Regions from separate parts of the Gossypium hirsutum genome. Here region 2 is linked to region 1. The links are chromatin contacts, called in public Hi-C maps. All regions are on one chromosome and are shown on one strand. Each heading gives the region's core, a stretch centred on a gene start, on an enhancer-like site or on the middle of the called end of the contact. The rest is flanking DNA. Distances are from core to core; before and after follow the strand shown. Region 1 holds the start of LOC107909731. Region 2 holds the start of LOC107909740 (oxysterol-binding protein-related protein 1D).

Region 1 (7,262 bases), core at 4,363-6,862:
TGGAAAGTGGCGGTGCATAGTAAGTTATAGGCTCGTCTTCACAATAATACATGGGGTCTTTGTTCACTTCTTGTTAGCCGAAGGGCCATCGGTTGCAGTTGGTTGTTTAAGGTGAAAAAGAAGGCTGATGGACTGTGGAAAGGTATAAAGCACGACTGGTGGCTAAAGGTTTTTCTAAGCATGCTGGATTTGATTTTCGAGACACCTTCAGTCCAGTAGTTAGAGCAACAACCATTCAGACTGTGCTTGCTATTGCAGTCATGAAAGGGTGATCATTAAGGCAAATTGATGTCAATAATGCATTCCTCAATGGGAATTTGACTGAGGAGATATACATGGATCAACCACCCGGATTTGAAGTGTTAAGTAACAATGGACAGAAGCTTGTTTGCAAATTGAACAAAGCTTTGTATAGCCTACGCCAAGCTCCTTGTGCATGGTTCTACACTCTCAAACAGTATTTAGTTGATCAACTTGGATTCCATGCTTCGAAAGCTGATCCTTCATTGTTCATTTTCGGGAAATTTCTTGTTGCTTATGGCTTATGTAGATGACATAGTTATAACAGGTAGTTAAAATGATGATATAGACAGCGTAATGCATTAGCTTCACAATAAGTTTGCTCTTAAAGACATGGGAAGACTTAATTTTTTCTTAGGTGTTGAAGTTCAACACACACTTCAGAGTCTGTTAGTTACTTAAAAAAAGTACATCTCTAAGATACTTTAAAAACTAGGAATGATAGAAGCAGCAGCCACACCTACACCTATGGTGAGCACTCCCAAATTGGTTGCTTCAGATGGTAGTCCACCATTTATTGATGTTCATTTGTATCGAAGTGTAGTTGGAATGCTTCAGTATATGTGCATTACACACCCTGATTTGTCATTTTGTGTTAACAAACTCAGTCAATACATGAATTCTCCAAGTGACACTCATTGGAAGGTAGTTAAATGAGTGTTGAGATATCTTATTGGAACCATGGATCATGGCCTCTACTTCTCAAAAGGTCAGTTTGAATTAGTCTGTTACTCTGATACTGACTGGGCTTCATCTGTTAAAGATCAACGTTCCACCACAAGATATGTTGTTTATCTAGGACCTAACCCTGTTACATGGTGTTCCAAGAAGCAAGCACTAGTGTCCAGGTCTTCGTCCAAAGCAGAATATCGCAGCTTGGCCAATTGCGTATCTGAGTTGTTATGGGTTAAACAGTTGCTAAATGAAATTGGTATGCTAATCTGTCAGTCACCAGTGGTTTGGTGTGACAACACTTCTATAGTTTCAATGGTTGCAAACCCCACACATCATGCACGAGTAAAACATGTAAAGATCGATCATCATTTTTCTCGCGAAAAAGTACTTGATGGTACACTGCAGGTTAATTTTGTTCCATCAACAAAACAAGCTGCTGATGTTCTCACAAAGCCCATCACACCCAAACAATTTACCTCATTTTGACATGCTCTTCGAGTTCATTCGAGTGATGGTGACCTTAATGTTCAAGTTTCAAGAAACCGGGGGGATGTTAGAGTAACTGATAAGTCAGTTAATCTTTTAGCTATTAGTTAGTTGACAGTTAGTTTATTCTCTATAGATAGCATGCTTTGCTATAATGTATAAAAGCATTAGCAGCCACTGTACAAAAAGATAATTTTTCAATATATTCTTCTTGATTCATAAAACCTCTTTTATCTTTCTATTTCTTGCTATAGTTTAACAGCGACCACCCATCGTTGTCAAGGTTGGGTTGTAGAGTTTGTCAATCGAAATTCTTCTCTCCCTAATTTTGTTTGAGTTGCATGCCAACTTTGATCTAAGTTCAAAAAGACAAAAATATGGTGGCAAATGATAAAAAAAAAACTTTTTTTCCGTACATATCAAAGGGAAATCAATACTATGAAAATATGATAAAATTTACATTAAATTGAAGGAAAAAAGAGAAGAAGTTGGCACCTAGAGTGACCAACTTCAAAGTTGTCACCTTAAAGAGCTGTATTCCATGAAAGTCAATTTCTTGAAGTGCTGATGACTACAACAAAACTGCCATAAACAGATGGGCAAAAAATTCGTCAATATAAGTATAAAAATCTGTCGCTATAAGTTCAAATGACCTACACTGATGGTCAACAGAGATACACAACGAAATGACCTATACCTTTTGTATTATAATGATTGTTTGTCCGTCAGTAAAACATCTTTTGAATGTCATTCCACCATAATTTCAGTGATGGATTAAAATAGATTTCCATAGATAAAGAAAGTTTTTTTTTAATTTTTTATTGCTGTCAATATAGGGTTAAATTCCTCAGTAAAGTCACTCTTTATAATTATTTACTCATTGCTCTATGCTGGCGGTAGTTATGAATGGTTACCATAAGTAAAAAGAATTTATGATTTTTATATTCTTTAAATAATTATTTAGAGAATTTTCATAATTAAATTTTATTATAATATTAATAATTTAAAAAACATTAAATAATAAAAATAATTAAAAACACTAGTAAATGAAGAAAAAAATTATCTTATAATTTATAAATTTGTACATTATCTCACATCAAATTTGTTATGCAACATAAAAGGTTCAAGTATAACAATTTTGACTGTTGCTAACATAAATACGAAAGGCCAATCACAAATACATGCCTACCAAACTTGATGACATCTCAATCAAAACCAATCCCAATTTCGTTTAGCAGTAAAAACCAATCCCAATCTCCAACATATTTTGATATCTTCTTAATGCCTTCAACCTGAAAACTTCAGATAATCAGAAAGTGTGATTGTTGAAAGATTTCTTCTTCTTTATATATATATATATACACTAAGAATGAAAGCAAGCTCACTTGCACAGATAAAACCTTGCTTTCGATGAAATCGAACATCTAAGCGTCACTGTTTTGCTTCGCTATCTGTCGTGAGAGGTAAGACCAATAGGTTAGTTGCAGACTCAAACATCTCAACTACAGCTATGGTATATGGCTATAAGTATATTGTGCAAGCTCAAAATATTGTTAGTATATTTTTATATAAAACTTAAATATTTTATTGAAATAATATCTTAACTAAAATTTATTATTTTTATTTCCTTTAGGAATAGAATTAATTTACTAAAATTTGAGAAAAAAGTTATTATTAAAGAACTAATTTAGAAAAAATAGTGTACTTCATATTTTACTGTGTTGTGTTATAGATGAAAAGTTGTTATAGAAGGTAAGAATATAACATAAAAAAAATTGGTTCTACAACAAACTTGACTGTTATGGAGAGAATTGACTGTATACATTTTAAATTGAGAGTAATTTAGGCTTAATAATTATTTAGAATTTAGAGATTTTATTAAATAAAATTAGAAAAGGTAAACTATAGTCACAAATCTTTGGTGAATTTTCTCTTTTTTTTTTTGCCATTAAACTATGAAAAGTTATGTTTTGGTCATTAATATTATCGAGTTATAATGTTTTGGTCTCTCATCCTGCCATTAAATCCATGAGGAAAAAGTGATTGTGGCACTTTAACTCAAGGGTTAATATCTAACTTGACCCTTGAACTATAGCAAAACATTCAACTTGGTCCTTTTACAATTTTTTTACTCATAATTCTAAAACAATTATTGGGAAATCCTAAAAATATAAAAAGTTCTTTAAAAATTAAGAAAAATATTTATTTTTAAAACTATAAAAATATTTTTTAAAATTAGAATTATGTAAAAAATCATAAAATCCTTTAAAAATTTCATTATTTATTTCTTAGAAATTATATAAAAAAATTAAAATTGTAATCATGTAAAAAAATTGACGGAAACAACAACAAATTATTAAGTAGTGGAGTAAGTTTTTGTTTCCATAATCCAAACCCAATAATGTTACAAAAAACCAAACAAAAGTTGTTAGATAAACAACAAATTGGATGAGTGTGTAATGTATATGTGAGGTAAATTATTGTAAAAACATCAAACTTCAGCATAGTCATCGTGATATGCGCATGAAAGAGATAGACCCCATCATGAATCACATTTCTAAGCTTTAGCAAATATTTCATCTCCTCCGCGCTGCCTCACACCGCCACCTGCAGCCTCCCATTTGTCTTCCGCACATGGAAAAACAAATTACATGCTATTGCTGCTGCTACCTGAATTAAACATTACATCAGCCATATCTGCTACTGTCAGATACTCGACAACATCCCTTCCATATCAACTAACCGTAGCGGAGCCACCTCCTGCCGATGAACCAGCACCGCCACTATCTCTTCCACCTAAATCTGAACCAAGACTAAATTCCATTGAAAGCCAGCTTCCAAAAGGAACTCTTGATGATAATGATGAAGAAGTTCGTTTTCTAGTTATATATTTTATTAATTTTAATTTTTTTACATAATTATATTTTAAAAATATTTTTAAAAAAATGAATTTTTAGAATTTTTAAATATTTTTTTGATATTTTTAATTTTTAAATAAAATTTGGAATTTATGATATTTTAAAGGATATTTTGATTATTTTTAAGATTTTTTACTTTATTATAAGTTTTAAAAAACATATTTTTAATTTCAAAAAATAAATAATGAAATTTCAGAATTTTTTAAAGATATTTTTGATAAATTTTTAGAATCATCATTAAAAAAAAAGTTGTAAAAGGACTAAATTAAATGTTTTAGCTATAGTTTAAGGGTTAAATTAGATATTAACCTTTAGATTAATATGCCATGTAACTTTTTCGTTAAGGATGTAACCCTCACTAACGAACGAGTGACCAAAACTTTATAACTTGATAATAATAGTAACCAAAACGTAAATTTTTATAATTCAGTGGCAAAAAGAAAAAAAAATTGAATAAAGTGACTACTTATGTAGTTAACCCATAAAATTATTATAGGAAAGAATTATTTAAATTAATTTTTTATGTAACATACTGTAATAAAGTAAAATATAAATTATTAAAGTAAATGAATAAGATTTTTAAACTAATTTTCATAAAATTAAAAATATTAAATAGAAAACACATGTTATTTATATAAAGTTATACAGATGTCGAAAGTGTAGACTATCCATATCGGATTTTTGTCAGCTTCGGTTATATAAGAAATAAAAAAAAAGGTAAAAGTAATTTCTCACGATTTTAGGAAGATTTAAATTTTTACGCAATTAATAATTTTTTTTAAAAACAATCAAATAATTCTTCAAAAAAGGTCAAGAGAATATTACTTTTTCAGTGAGAAACTTTGACTTTTGTTATTTATATAAGATTATATTTACCCAAGTATTTAGAAAAATGGGGAAGGTGAATTTTTATAATTAAAAACAAAATATGAAAATTAGTATTTTTATTATCTTTAATATAATTGGTATTGAAATATATTTAAGGTAAATGATTAAAAATATAATCAATTTAAAATTAAAAATACATTATATTTATTAAATAACACGACAAGGTATTCAAGTGTAAAAAAAATAAAAAAAAAATTCTCACTATGATATATCCAATAATCATAAAAAAATGGAGATTAGGTGAAGCCTAACCCAGTTCCTATTTATATGGGTTAAGTTTACTAATCTGGAACTCAAATATAAAAACAGGCCCATTCTCACTACTTCAGTTTTAAAGGACAAGACAGGCTTCAACATGTTCTAGTTAGTTTGTTTCGCATGCCGCCATTTAGGCCAAAGTCTGTTCGTCTTCCACACTAACAAAACCCCCCTCATTCCGCAAAACTCTACTTCCTTTTCCTTTTCCTTTTCTACTTAAAACTCGAAACCCTTTTTTCCCCGGTTCTAGGTCGCCGTCTTCCTTTGAAAAAGGAAATGGAAAAGCCGGATTCCACCTCCGGTTGCGGTTGTTCCGATGTCTACCACAGTATTTTCATTGATACCAACCTTGATACTCACCTCGCCATGATCGTCTCCGACTCCGAAACCGTTTCCGATCTTAAAAGTATGACTTTCTCCCTTTCCCCTCTCATCTTTGATTTCTTGGTGTTTTGGTTTACCATTTGTCTTTTTAAGTAAATTTTCATTCTTTGCTTTTGGAGGATACAAATTTATCTTCTTTAAAGTACTAAAGCAACGTTATGGGTTAGACTTTGTTTATTTTTCAATACCAGTTCAGAGTGTTCATCCATTTGAGACCTCAAGGATCAGAACTTGAATAGGAAATCTAAAATTTCCCCTGTAATTAACCTAAAATTGGGTGAATTGAAGTGCTGAAGTTGTTGTAGCCATTGAGAATTCCTCTAGAATGCTTGAACAGGAAGAAATGGTGCATTGTTTTGATATGTAGAATGTAGATATAGTTATGTTATGGAAGTTATGTATTATTTCTCCTTGTGCTTTATCATTCTCAAAAATAGTCACTGGTTCTAGTCGTCTAACATATTTTGATCTTAATTTAGTTTATCAACTTTTAGTAACTGGCGTATCAACTTCATCTTTAAGATCAAGTGATGTAAAGTTCTGTTTTAGTTAGTAATATCTATGTGCTGCTGATTTGCAGAAAAGATACTGTATGAACACCCGTTGTGCTTTCCCAACATTGGGGAGATAAAGATTAATGCGTTAAAGGTTGTTGCTGTATCTTGTACTGTTATGATGCTACTTGTTAAGGATGTCTTATTGTTGATTTAAAGTTTACATTGACATGGCTTTGTTAACATGAATAGGTAAAGCGCAAAGGATTTCTTTATCACCTTTCTGATTCCATGTTTGTGAAAAGTGCTTTTGGTGGAGTGAGCAGGAGTTGGTTTCTTTTGGTTGATGCCTCGAGTGCTAAAGAGCATAGGGAAAATCATAATTCCATTGAACCTGATGCTGGCAACATTGTATCCTGCTTCGGTACCGGAATTAATAATTATTCGGTTGATGTTGTTGATCTTCTACCTGTTGATACAGCCAAAAGATTGTCCAATGTCAATGATGCACCTTTGCCACAAGACAGAGATGACTGTCATGCAAAACAGAATTCTGCATCTCAACAGTTTGGTTTTAGTAATTCCACCAAAGAAAACTCAGAAAATTTGTGTAAGGAAGCTGAACATACAGCTGATAGTAATAATCAGGTTTCGTTCCCTGCTACCAACACGGGGTCAAGGCCGAAGTTACAGTCGAAAGATGTTGGAGATGACAAAATATTTGAAGATCTAGAAGCTTCTGTGGCTACATCTGTTTTAAAGGAAAAGCAGAAAACTAAAAAGAGAAACAAATATGCCATCCACCATGATTCTAAAGTAAATGGTGCTTTAGTTGTTGAATCTGGGAAAGATGCTTTGG
Region 2 (6,669 bases), core at 423-2,922, 360 kb after region 1:
TCTATATTTTCAATTAATTAATTTTCCTTTTTCTTTCGCATCATACAGTTCTTCGAAAACTATTCAAGTAAATCAAGTTTTCTGTCTTGTTATTTTTTACACCCTTAATCTTCTGTCCATTTCCTAAAATTTTTTATCTAAATAAGAAACCATTCAACCAACCATAGAGATTTGGGATTTTTAAGAGATAATTTTGAAAGCATTTTTAAGAGAGCTCACCAAATAAGAAACAATGGTCAATTGATGTTGGAGAAATTAAGAATCAGAGTTTGAGATTTTTTGAAGATGAATACAATTTTTTTAACCTAAAATTTTTGGAGATGAAGACTTTTTTGAACCTTAACTGATTGTTATGGCCTCACTTCTTAGCTCTCACCTATATTAGGGCACAACACTATCAAATTGTCTTGGTTGGATTTGCGAGCTCCATCTCTCAACCTCAAAATAAGATGCAATGTTGATTCTTTCTGGTATGAAGAAGAAACAAAAGTAGAGAGATTGGGGATTAAGATATGGAATTTTGGGATATTGGTTTTTGATTATTAGAAAATGAAAATTAATTTTTGGCTGAAAATTAGAGAAGAATCGAAAGTGGAGAAGATGAATTAAATAATTATTTTTATTTTTATTTTTAATTAATATAAATTAAAAGAAAAGAATTTCACATTATGTATTTTTAATACACATGTAGTAATTTAATTGATTGTTTTAAATACAGTAAGTAAGAATAAAAAGTAGTAACTTAATTTATGATTTTTAAGTTTAAATACTAGTTAAAGTTGAAAAAGAAAAAAATATAAATACAAATTGTCAAGGTAAGAAGCTTTGAATATATGAACTTATATGCAAATTCCAAACAAAATTGGGAAGTCAATTCAAACTGCATCGATGTTGACGAAGTCTTATAAAAACCAGTCGAAAGCTTTTAACTCCATTCCATATTTAATAAAATCTAATATAATTGTTGGAAAGTTTTCATACAAAACAGAAAAGTGAGTAATTTTAAATTTGTATACAAGCAATTATTTAAAATAAAAACAATTAGATTATAAAGAAAAGAGGATGAAACACAAAATTTAAAATTGAGAAACAAACAGACCTGATCCCAATCAATTCAAACTTGGTAATTTGATTTTACCCAGGCGAGTAAAACCTTTTCCTTTTTTTATGTGTTGTTGTTGAAAGCGATCCAGAGCGGGAGTGGCAGGTTTCAGTAAGCATTAGCAGCATCAGCAATGACGTTGAAATTGAATATGTCTGACCCGCATCACACTCATTAAAACCAACTTCAATGATGCTGTTGATATTTCCACTTTTATTACTTATCCCCGGTTTTACCATAGCTACCATTTACTTTCTTTAATGAGGCAGGCAGACCAAATCATTAAAAATTAATAATGATTAATGATTTGGTTAGATTAAAGTGGGTTTAATGAAATTAAGCACATATTTTATTATTATTAATTATTCAAATTGGTAAAAATGAAAAAAGCGAGTGGTCTGCCGGCCTCACTGCTGCTCTATTACGGGCATCAAAATCCCCCATCTTTTCATTCATTAATCCCTTTCACAATCAGGTAGGAAATCACCACAACACCCTTAGAAAAACATAGCCATCATTTTAATAATAAATGTGCAAGATAGGGACAAAAACGTCATTATGAGATGAACGGGAGAAGGGGCCAGATTTACCCAACGGACAAACACTCCCCCTCCAGTTCTTCAATCACACACAAAAGTGCGCACGTTAGCTGCCTCCCCCACCCACAATCATCGTCACCCCGGAAACACCAAATCGTTAAAACAACCCCCCCCCCCCAAATAAAAAAACCTCAACATTTTTAAATTTTTAATTATTTTTAGGGAAAAGAAAATCCCATGCATTTATATATTGGATTTAATTTTAATGGCGTTTAGCTTAACCTGCGCATCGAGACCTCCCTGACTCCTATACTGAAATCACTGACCACTGCCTTAAATGGATCTGTGTGCGCACTGCAACGCTTCTTTATAACTTCTCGTAACTTCCCCCTCCGCCTTTCACCTTCTATATTTCTCCGTTTCTATGTCATTTCGAAAACGTTCCGTTTCGAGCTCCGATCGGGTCTCACATTCCCTCGGATCCGGCCTGGTTCTTCCCCAATCGGAGCTTCTCCTACTGCTCTTCCGCTGCTTCTCTTTGTCCCGGGCATTTATTTGAATCCGATCCAACGTCGTCGTCTTAAATGTAAGATTTGTTTGTTTGTTGTTGTTATTGCTTTTAAGTTTGGAAAGAGATGAATCCTCTGTGCTGCATTGCTCCGGTTTCCATCGATCGTGACCGAGCTAACCCGGTGGTTACCAAATCGGGTCCGCAATGTCAGCTAAGCATCGAACCTTCCGTCAGAACAGTTAACTATTCGAAACCGAGTTTCTCCTCACAAGTCTCCTCAGTCAACGCCGACACTGACAGATCCTCGCCGTCGGTAATGAATCACACCTCCATGGCAATATTCGACGAACCTATTATCGGAGAGGTTAACGCCGCCCACGGCGTCGCCGGGATCCTGTACAAATGGGTGAATTATGGAAAGGGATGGAGGTCGCGGTGGTTCGTTTTGGAAGACGGAGTTCTCTCGTATTATAAGATTCACGGACCTGATAAGATTTTGATGAGTCCATCAAGGGAGAAGAGCGTACGAGTGATCGGCGAGGACTCGGTCCGGTATATGAGGAAAGCTAACTGGAGTAGCAATCGGGTTAACTCGGTGACAACTCAGTGCAAGCCGTTTGGTGAAATCCATTTGAAGGTTATTTTGCTTTCTCCCTTTTATCACTCAGTTCTGATTTCATTTCCGCTTTTTATGTTATTCTTATTGCCGTGGCAAAAGGGCCGGTTCTTTCGGTATTTTATTTGAAGGAAAAAGAATATACGTACCATAAACTTTCCCTTTTTGTAATTTTTAATTCTTCATATGTAGTCGTTGATGCATGCCTTGAAATTTAGTACTAGAAAATTATGTTGGAAATTCTTTAGCATTATTTCTTCCTATGCCACTTTCCTTCAATAGAGCCACTAGGAAGGTCCCATCGGACCGAAGCTAGAGACCGCGAAAGATCGGAGGATTAGTAATAGAGAAGAGAAGGTTCTTTTGGGTTAATTCTCAAAAAAGAAAATTCTGTGCTTGGATGCTTTGAAGTATGGAATAATTGTTTTTGCGAAAGTCTGCTTGTATGGTTTCTAATGTAGAGATTTCTAAGTCCCTGAGGGGTGTCCATATAGTAGATTAGCCCTTTACATACTTCTTTTGTCCATTATTGCGGCCATAACCATCGAAATATAGTTTCAGACATCCTCTTGGAGGATTAGTGGGAGTAAAGAGAAGATCCTTTTGGGTTCATTGTTAAAAAAAGAGAAGGAAATTCTGAGCTTGGATGCTTTGAAGTATGCAAGTACTTGTTTCTGCAAAAGTCTGTTTCTATGGTTTCTAATATTAAGATCACTAACATTTGCAGAAAGTCTATATAGTAGACTAGCTTTTTACATGCTTCCTTTTCCCGTTATTGTGGCAATAAGCCACCCAAATGTAATTCCGGACATTCTCTTGCAGTTGCATCATTCTGATGAACTCTTTGGAGAAAGATCAATAAGAAAGTAGACATCATTTCTAATGAGAATCAGACTGCGAAATCAGCCTACTTTATTGAAGCATGACACATACACAAGTTCTACACTTATTTTTTTTAATTAAAAAAAAAGACGATGCCCATCAGAAAGCTAAAACACACTTTGACCAAAAAAAGAAAAGAGAAAGCACATTTCAAGAGAAAGAAAGACAATGCCCTAATTCATATCATTGTTTCAACAATGAGTACTTCTCTTGCCATCCTCCACCGCTTTGACTGGCTCTTAGAAAATTAGGTTCTAATATATTTTATTCTGTTTTTGGGGAAAGATGGCTGAAAAGTTTGGAAAATAATGCTCAGGTTTCTTCGATTCGTGCAAGCAAGTCAGATGATAAAAGGCTGACCATATTCACGGGAACAAAGACTCTTCATTTGCGATGTGTGTCAAGAGAGGACAGAACTGCATGGATTGAGGCCTTGCTGGCTGCTAAAGATCTTTTCCCTAGAGTGCTGTCAAGTAATGATTTTCAACCTTCTGAGGATGTTGTCATCTCAACTGATAAGCTAAGGTCACGCTTATTACAGGAAGGCATTGGTGAGGCAGTCATTAAAGACTGTGAGTCAATAATGCTTTTAGAACTTTCTGAGATGCAAAATCAGCTCAAGGCCCTTCAACGCAAACATATTAAGTTACTGGACACCTTGCGGCAATTAGAGGTACATTTGATTTGCCATTGTAGAATTGCATGATTCAGTAATCAAATATATGGAAGAAAGAAGATAGCATTGACCTGTATTCTTTAAACTCTCTTCCGATATGCCCTTGTAGCTTGAGTTGATATGAATTATCTAATGTTCTGCCTATATCATAGATTGTGGTGTTGGTAATTTGATCTTGATGTAAGATATATGACACAGCAACTTAAGAATCAGTTGAATTTGTTTTGGACACTTTATTAGTATGTTCTGCCAATCTCATAGATTGTGGTGTTTGTAATTTGGTCTTAAGATATTTGAAACAGCATTTAAGAATCACTTTAATTTGGTTTAGACGCTTAATTAGTATGTTACTATGCATGAATAAATTTATAGGAGGCTATCACAATAACGAAAATCTCCCTTATTTTTAAATGTTGTATTTTACTAAAATATGCAGAGCCATTTTCCCTTTTCACCTATTGCCTTGTATTTTCATATTCGTTTACTTGTCTTATGAAGTTATATTATCTACATGAGTCTTTTCTTGAATATGAATAAAGTCAACTCTGTAAAAATTTTCTTTTGATGTGTAATTTCCATCTTCTGACTTGTTTGCAGACTGAGAAATTAGAGCTGGAAACTACTGTAGTTGATGAAACAAAGGAACGCAAGTCATATTGTGGACGATTTAGTGGTTAGATTTGCTTTTAATTATAGTAAATTTCTTTTTGTAATTCCCCCCCTTTCACATGTCAGTCTGTGTAACATTTATTAAGCATTGCAGAATTATTTGTGGGCAAATTATTATTTCATAATTTTAAGTGGGAAATTTGATTGGGAGCCCTAGATCACATGTTGGTTGAATGATTGCTTGATTGACTGCAGGAAGATTTAGCTAAATTACTCTAGAAAAGTGACTTTTCCATGAAGAGAAGTTACATGATTAGATTCTTTTCCTTACCCAGTGTTCTGTAGATATAGAAGTTGAACAACTCTCTTGCTTTATGTTTCAGATTTCTACTCTGTCATGTCAGAAGGTAGTGCAACTGATTCTGATGCGGATAATGAAAGTCAAGATGGTGCAGATGTTGAAACAGATGAAGATGATGGAATATATTTTGATACAAATGACTTTTTGTCTTCAGAAGCTTTAAGAAGTGCTTCCTATCGGTGTAGAGAAAGTGGAAGTGGCTGTGTGTTTGACAAAGATGCTTCATTTTCTGATTGTGTGTGGGGGCCTGAAAAGGAAATCAGGATCATTCAATATCCTTATGTCAAAAGAAGGGATAACCTGCCAGAACCAAAGGAGAAAGAGAAGCCAGTTGGCTTGTGGTCTATTATCAAGGATAATATCGGAAAGGATTTATCTGGTGTCTGTCTTCCTGTGTACTTTAATGAACCACTCTCTTCACTGCAGAAATGCTTTGAGGATTTGGAGTATTCATACTTGGTTGATCGAGCCTTGGAATGGGGAAAGCAGGTCAGGTCCTCAGCTCTGCTTTCTTTTGTGGCAAAGAAGTTTTAAAGCATGATCTGCTAGTTTCTTTAATCCAGGTAGATTATATACTGACTTTATGTAGATTAGCATATTAGAAGGTGCCAATACACTTTAGGCTTTTAGTTTGAAGTTGTCTCCTTTATCATTAACAGTTGCTTAGTGACCTTTACTAGTTATTGAGTATCATTGGCTCTTAAACTATTTTTTTCTCATCTAACAGAATAAATAAATAGCATGAAAACAATGGAGGAAAAGCAAGAATGAAAGTAATAATTGAAGATGCTTTTTCCTGATAGTTATCTCTTATGCAACGAGAAATCTGTATATGCACCACTGCTGGCTTCATAACTCATTTCTGCGGGTTGGATTTGTTGGGGAACCTGTACATAATTTCATTGCCTGATTTTCTCATCCTAGATTGCTGCTTTAAAATAGTTTCCCATCCTCTTTCAAGATTTTATTGCTTTTTATGGGGGACATCCTTCCACTGTATATAGGGGGTTGTCTTATTTGATGGGCTATTTATCCATAGATATCTCCTTCTACCACTCTTCTGCAATAAACATCATTCCCACCCTTTCTTTAAACCTTTTTCATGGGGTAAGACTAGATTGACCAAACATTGGGAAAATACAAGGAAATAAATGCAGTATAGTCTATGAGATCTGTTCTACTGCTGGAATCTTAAATTACTATAAAACTATTATTTTACAAGACTCAAAATGTAAATGGACCCAAGCTAATCAATTTACTTACTGAACTAGCTATCTTATTGTTTTCATGTATGATCAGGTAGGAATAATATGCACTTTTTGAGACATGCCTGTGGTTTTCTTCTACATTGTGTTTTATTGTTTTCTCCCAGG

The links. A called contact is a pair of places that touch in the nucleus more often than the background predicts.
Region 2: a contact with region 1 is called in a Hi-C map of leaf, with 1.8 times the contacts expected there. The contact joins the promoter of LOC107909740 here to the promoter of LOC107909731 in region 1. A contact is called at or near these places in 5 of 34 Hi-C or Micro-C datasets (all in leaf).

The regions. Positions count from the first base shown.
Region 1 is chrD02:58,441,115-58,448,376 of Gossypium_hirsutum_v2.1, forward strand. LOC107909731 reads left to right here and starts at 5,613. Exons shown (of 6, transcript XM_041088891.1): 1 at 5,613-5,931; 2 at 6,490-6,557; 3 at 6,656-7,262. The coding sequence starts at 5,802.
Region 2 is chrD02:58,807,021-58,813,689 of Gossypium_hirsutum_v2.1, forward strand. LOC107909740 (oxysterol-binding protein-related protein 1D) reads left to right here and starts at 1,673. Exons shown (of 8, transcript XM_016837378.2): 1 at 1,673-2,789; 2 at 3,967-4,323; 3 at 4,924-4,999; 4 at 5,319-5,785. The coding sequence starts at 2,277.